Linked DNA regions of Mus musculus: region 1 is linked to region 2. Evidence: chromatin contacts called from public HiChIP or PLAC-seq data. All regions are on one chromosome and are shown on one strand. Each heading gives the region's core, a stretch centred on a gene start, on an enhancer-like site or on the middle of the called end of the contact. The rest is flanking DNA. Distances are from core to core; before and after follow the strand shown. Region 1 holds the start of Hpca (hippocalcin). Region 2 holds the start of Zscan20 (zinc finger and SCAN domains 20).

Evidence for each region. HiChIP or PLAC-seq counts read pairs in DNA pulled down with a chosen protein or histone mark.
Region 1: a contact with region 2 is called in a CTCF HiChIP or PLAC-seq map of embryonic stem cells, with 3 times the contacts expected there. The contact joins the promoter of Hpca here to the promoter of Zscan20 in region 2. A contact is called at or near these places in 5 of 39 promoter capture datasets (the 3T3-L1 cell line, the HPC-7 cell line, hippocampal neurons and 2 more), 1 of 15 datasets of contacts at CTCF or cohesin (embryonic stem cells) and 2 of 115 datasets of contacts at active chromatin or transcription factors (T-cell acute lymphoblastic leukemia and embryonic forebrain).

Annotation. Positions count from the first base shown.
Region 1 is chr4:129,119,652-129,122,949 of GRCm38.p6, forward strand. Hpca (hippocalcin) reads right to left here and starts at 1,652. Exons shown (of 4, transcript NM_010471.4): 1 at 1,571-1,652.
Region 2 is chr4:128,608,079-128,611,358 of GRCm38.p6, forward strand. It overlaps Zscan20 (zinc finger and SCAN domains 20), which reads right to left and starts at 2,020. Exons shown (of 8, transcript NM_177758.4): 1 at 1,916-2,020.

The DNA.
Region 1 (3,298 bases), core at 402-2,901, 510 kb after region 2:
TGTGAGCCCTTAGAATCATGCATGAGTGGGCAGGTGCTACATACATGTTGTATTCAGACTCCACAAATGCCTGTCCCCAGCACACATAAAGCCACACAGATCACCAAGTGCCTAGGTCCCTAGGTTCTCCGACACTCACATACTTGCCTCCACCACACATGGATAGCCATGCCTCCACACACAGCAATCCCACTGCCCCACAACTCACACGCACTGACACATGGCACCACGCACAAACTCCCATACACGGTGCATCAAGACACACCAGCCCACGACCCCACATGTCTCACACATGCCATTACACGCCAACTCGAATGCCGACACCTCTCACATGGCCAGCTGCACGTGGGACCTTCAGGCACCCTTGTCATTTGTCTTTCTATCCCCGAGGTGCTGTCAGGTCCCAGGAGAGGGAGCTGCAGCCCTTCCCAGACCTGATGAGGACTCTTTTTCTTGGGGAGCCCTACCCAGCCCACCCAGACCTCCTTCATCACTCACCTTTTCTCCGGTTTCAAAAGGTCCCCTCAGGGCAGGAATTAAAGTGTGAAGCTGAGCAGAAGCAATGGAGGGGAAGTAGACAGGCAGTCATAATCATAGGTGTAGGGGTGTGTGCAAGTGTCCCCTGAGGTTGGATATACGAGCAAGACAGGGTGAAAAGGGTTCCTTGTGCATGAAGGTACATGAAGCTCTATGCACACGTGTGTGCACATGTGTGTGGGTGCATGTTGAATGCGTATGCTCACCCATGATGTGGGTCCTGGGCTCTGAACCGCATCTATCTCCCTGTGCGTTTCTATGCATGGCTGCATGTGAATTCAATATGCGTGTTGAGCTGGTATGCACCTGCCACAGAGAGAAATGTTCCCCAGGAATGTGAGGAGACCTGTATCTGTCCTCAGTAGTGTGTGTCATGCATGTTCCTGTAAGTTGGTGCCCCCTCCTTTCTGGATTAGCCTCTTCTGCCCCAGGCTGAGAAGCCACAGAACAAGTATGTGGGAAGGGACTGAGGAAATGTGCAGGGCTGAGCAAGGGAGTGTGTCCCTTACTCCCCTCCTCAAGGTCCAAGGAACTGGGTCAGCGGGGCGGGGGCAGAGTGATGCGCTGAGCAGAAGCGCTCCTCCAGGTGCCCCTTCCTCTCGGCCACCCTCAGCATTTCCTTTCCCAGCTGGAAGAAATGCCTGTTTTCTCCTCAAAGACCCCCAGTGCCCAAAATAGAAGGAACCTCACAGCTCTATCTGAGAAACCCGCCCTAGCATCCCCTCCAAGCCTCCTCCGGCTCCAGCCCTGATCCCCCGCCTCCATTCTTCCCGCACTGGGTTCGAGGTCCCTCCTGGAGGGGGCGCCCGGGACGGTCGACGCGCGACTCCCAGGAGCCGGCCACTTGGCGGTCAGGACCCTGGAGAGCGACGCGCGATTTCCCCAGGGGCAGCCCCGGGCTTGCAGCGCCGCGGGTGGGAGGAATCCCACGAAGCTCAGGGAGGAGCGGGCTGGGGAGCCCTGGACTTGGGTTCCTGGCTCCCGGGCTTCCCTCCCCTCATCCCCGACCCCGGCCAGAGCGGCCCCCACTCACCCAGCAACGCCGAGACACCGACTGCGCAGAGAAGGCGGCGCTGCTGCGGCGCGCGGCGGCAGAGGCGGCCGGAGGGGCGGGCGGGACTGCGAGGGAGACGCCCCGCAGCGTTGGCCCGGAGCCCCTCCCCTGGGGGGGTCCCCCACTGGTAGCTAGGCTCCGCCCCCGCCCCCTCCCGGGAGAGAGAACAGAACGCCCTCGCTGCCCCGGCCCCCTCTCTAGGGAGCACCCCACCCTGGGAGAAAGATCGGGACCCCCCAGCTCTACAAGTCGACACGGAGGGGCAAGGAAAGAGGCGGGTCAGTGTCCAGGGACTGCTCTCCCAAGCCGGGAACAATCCACCCCTACCTGGGCGCAGGGCCGCCTGTCGCTCTGAGGGAGGAATCCGATAGGCACCCTCGCTGCCCCCGCACCTCAACTCCCGAGCCAGATGAACTGGGGGCTCTCTAGGGAGGAGGGAGCACCCATTGCTCAGTCCCAAGGTCTTCCAGGGGCCAGACACGCCCCCTGCTACCTCCGCCTCAGAGAGCCCGCCCCCCTCTCCTGCCTACTACTCCGGATGTCATCCCCCAACCCCTCTAAGAATTAATCCCACCTCTCACCATCCACTTACCTAGCTCTTCCCAGTACTCCTCCAGGCAAGGAACCCTCTCCTCTCCTCTCCTAGCCTCTGTGAGTGCAGGCCGTGACCTGCGAGAACGGAAGCATCTCCACCTTGGGAGGTGGGGGTGCTCAGGTGGGTATGCCTCCCGTCTGTACTAAGGACAGCTGCTCTTAGAGGCGCTGATGGGGTCACAACTCCTCCTGCCTGTAAGGGACTCTCCCTCCTCCAGCTCTGGTAACAATCGCTACATCCTGAGCTAAATGCTGTCCTCCCCCCACTCCGTCCCCCCCCCATCCCCCCCACCCCCCCCCCCGTCTCGTCTCTAGGATGTGGATCTTTTTGTGTTCTACATTGCAGACACTGAGAGTTAGAAGGGTTGTATACTTCCAATGTCTGGCAGCTAGCGAGTGATTTGAAATCAGGAGCTGCCGTTCATCCATTTCAAAAAGATTTTCCAGGCATTGCTTCTGCACTTGGCATGGTTTCAGACAGGGGATTGCAATCATGTAGAAGAAACAATGATATATATAACACACGTGCAGAAGAACGTAGCATGCGTAATCAGTTCTGGAGTGTGTTAGGTAAGCAATCTGGAGACAGACTGGAGCAGTGGTAGAGCGATGAACACTTCAGATTGCAGTTCAGGTGAGACCGGAAGTCTTTGTTGTCTTAAATAGAGGGTCTGACTCCTTCCTGTGCAGCAGCTCACCGGAGCATCCTGTCAAGAAAAAGGAGACACACTGTGCCCCGTTTCTGAACCTCCTCAGAAGGTAGAATTGACTGTTTGCCACACCTGTTTGGACAGCTCTTCTCAGTGAGTTTTCTCTACCTGTATATCAGATCATCCTGCTTGCCCAAAATAGAAAACGAAGCTCCCCTCCAGGTGCCTAGACCAGGTCTCTGAGGCCATCGGTCTAGCCTTCACCTCTTGTGCTTGGAGGAAAAGTGTGTGTGTGGGGAGGGGGGCCCACAGTGACAGAGCTGGAGAGCCAGACCCGGATGGAATAGGGACAGCTGGGCTCCCAGGAACACCGGGCTCCACTGTGTGCCTTGGCTCCTGTGTTGGGACCCCCAGTGGAGGCGTGAGAGACGCCAGACGAACGTGGGTGGTTCCCAGCTGCCTC
Region 2 (3,280 bases), core at 770-3,269:
AAACAAAAAAACAAAAACCTTTTTTTTTTTAAGTTGTTCCACTTTACCACAGGGAAGCTGAGCGGGGCCTTGGCAACTGGGTACTGGATGTGAATGCGGAGCTAAGTTCCCCCCCCCCCTCCACCCACTCCTGTGACAACAGAGGAGGAGAGAAGATGCTCCCTCGGTCCAGAGAGAGGACCAGATTGGTTGGGATCCTCTAAGCAGCTGGGAGCTCCCAATGGTTGTCAGTCCTACTGGGCTAACTATGCAATCTATGGCTGTAAGAGGGGAGACTCGCATCTAAGGACTGGAACTGGGGGTGGCAGATAGGCCTCACTTAGCCGACCATCCTCCATCATGGGGGAAGCTACCTAGAGGAGTCTGCTGAGAAATGAGCTCCATATGGATATATGTTGTGATCAATTAGCAATGGCTGCCGGGCCTCAGGTAAAGGAAGCCGCTGTATGCATCCCTATGTGTTGGCCAACACTGTCCTTAAGCCCCCAACAACCTCAGCTCCCAGCAGATATCGATGTCAGGAAGAAGATTGAAGCTCACAGCCCTGGAAGTCCGTAGCCATTTTCAAACGTGGTCTAACAAAGCTCCCCCTGAGAGTCTTTAGCCCACATTCACCAAGTCTTTACTCATTTGCTGGATCTACATTAGATGTCTGCTGTTCTGGGCTGGACCAAAGAAAATGGAGATGATCCAGACACTGCCTGCCCTGATGAAGCTATCTAGTGGAAGAGACAAATAATAATAATGATAATTAATAAATTTAAAAGTCACAGATAATTATATTAATCCAATGTCATAAAGAAAGTGTGATTTGGGAGCTGGGAAGTTGGAGGTGGCAATTTGCTTAAGGAACTGTTGATTTGGTTCTTGAGTACAACGCAGAGAGAATGGGGGAGGGAGGTTACAGCAGAGAGGCAGGCTATGAAATAGTAGAGAAGCAAAATGGCCCACCTGGAGAATGGGAAACACCTTGGCAGCCCCGGAGCGTGCAGTATGGGAAAAGTGGGCTGCAAAGAGCATTATGAAGAATCTACTAGATCAGATTCCATTCAACACGTGTTGCATGCCAGGGATGGATTCCAAGCTGGAGAACAAACGGAAGGTATACAGTTGAGGGTTTCAACAGATCACACTAGCTGCAATGTTTCTCCGAGTTGGAGAAATGAAAATGTGGACACTTCTGCAGAGGCTCCCGGAAGACAGAGGTCATTTTAAGAGATACTAAAGAAATGGCAAGCCTCGAACAGTGTACAGCAAACGGCGTGGATGAAGAAGAATGCAGGCGCAGGTGGAATCAGCTGGTAAAACAAGTAGGTCAGTGGGCGGGTCAGCAGGGGTGGGCGGGTCAGTCGAGGGTGGGCGGGTCAGTAGATAAAGATGCCTTTCACTTCTATCAGTTATGAGGAAAGAAGTACAGGTTTGGGATTGAACACAATAGCCAGTCCCGTCACAGATGACATGAACGCAGGTGTCGAGAATGAAGCACTATTTTAAGGTCAGACTTTCCGCTCAGGGCCTCTTCACTTCTTTGCCAGGGCCCTTGAGTTCTCTCTTCCCTTGATTGTGCTTTTCTAGACCCTAAGGTAACTTCCCCTCACAGCCAAAACGCATCTCTACCACCTTACCCACAGACCTCGGTAAGACCCGTCTCACTGCCCGCCTCTCCAACTCACTCTTCATCCCGACCCCTCGGTGACCCTGCCCATCTCCACACGCTGCAGCCTCTGCCCGCCCGCACTCCCGCCCCGACACACACACACACACACACACACACACACACACACACACACACGCCACGATGCTTGCTTTCCCCTCTCACCTTCCCAGCTCCCCTCCCCCGCGGGTACCACCACCTCCAAAGCCTCCAGCCCAGCGCCTGATTCTCAACTGCACCCCATCCGCCACCCAGACTCACCCACAGAGACACCCACTTCTCAACAGGCCGGAAGTGCTCCCGGGCTCTTGCAGGGGATGCTGGGACGCATAGTCCCAGCGCCGCCAGCCCTGGAACCCGATCTCTGAGACCACAACTCCCAAAAGGCAACGCGCGAGCACCGGTGGCCACTCCTCTATCGGCCGCCTCTCAGATGACGTCAGCCAATGAGTGCCTCATCTTCTCAGGCGCTCTGGTACCGGAACAAATCTTGCAGGGCCAATGCCTGGGGGGGTGTAGCTCGATACTATTCTCTTCCATTGGTTCTGCGGTGACGGTGCCGCCTACTGGGTGGAGTCTAGATTAGAAGGGCGTGGGGTCGGGGTCTACTGAAGAAGCGTGGGGCCCCCTGGGTTGAGCTGGAGAGAGTAGGGAAAAATAATAAAAAAAGGAAAGAGGGTGAATACAGTGACCATCTATTGGGCAAGAGAGAGTTTGTCTGTTGTAACTACAATTTCAAATTCACAAATTCACAACTTAGTTGAGTGGTTTGGCAGAGTTCTATATCTCACCTCTTCACTTGTGAAGTAAGAATAATAGCATTCATGTGACAGGTTTATGTGAGGCATCAGTGAGGCAATAAACCTAGAACTGTTAATTCGGATCCAGGATCCAACTATAGATAGCAGATACTAGCCATTTTTATGTAAATTAGTCTTACGGAGTTTGAATCCCTGGGTGTCAGAAACACGTTAATCCCTGTAGCTGAATAATCTTAGTGTAATACTTAGTTGCTTTGTTCCACGGTCCTGGCTAGTTTCATGCGAACTTGACACGAGCTTGAGTCATCAGAGAAAAGAGAGATTCCGTGAAGAAGATGCCTTCATAAGAGGGACTATGGGAGAACTTGCGGGACTTTCTCGTAATGATTGATAGTGGAGGGCTCAGGCAATTGTGGGTGGGGCTACCCCTGGGCCGGTGGTCTAGGGTTCTGTAAGAAAGCAGACTGAGCAAGCCAGTAAGCAGCGTTTCCTCCATGGCCCCTGCATCAGCTCCTGCCTCCAGGTTCCTGCTTTGTGGGAGTTCCTATCCTGGCTCCCTCCAGTGACAGATTACAACGTGGAAGTGTAAGCCGAATAAACCCTTTCTTCCCCAAGTTGCTTTGGTCACTGCGTTTTGTCATAGCAATAGAAACCCTATGATAAACACTGTAAATACTCTTGAGGTATGAGCCATCTAATAGGAAGCTGGAAATGTGGGTCTTGTAGTCAGTCAGCCATAGATTCAAACCCCAATTCATACATCCCATCTGTATGTCCTTGAACAAACAAACAACTCCATCACGATTGTCTTTTTTTTTTTTCAGCTGTAAAATTTAGGTGACAGAACAAAACCTCCATCTCAGGG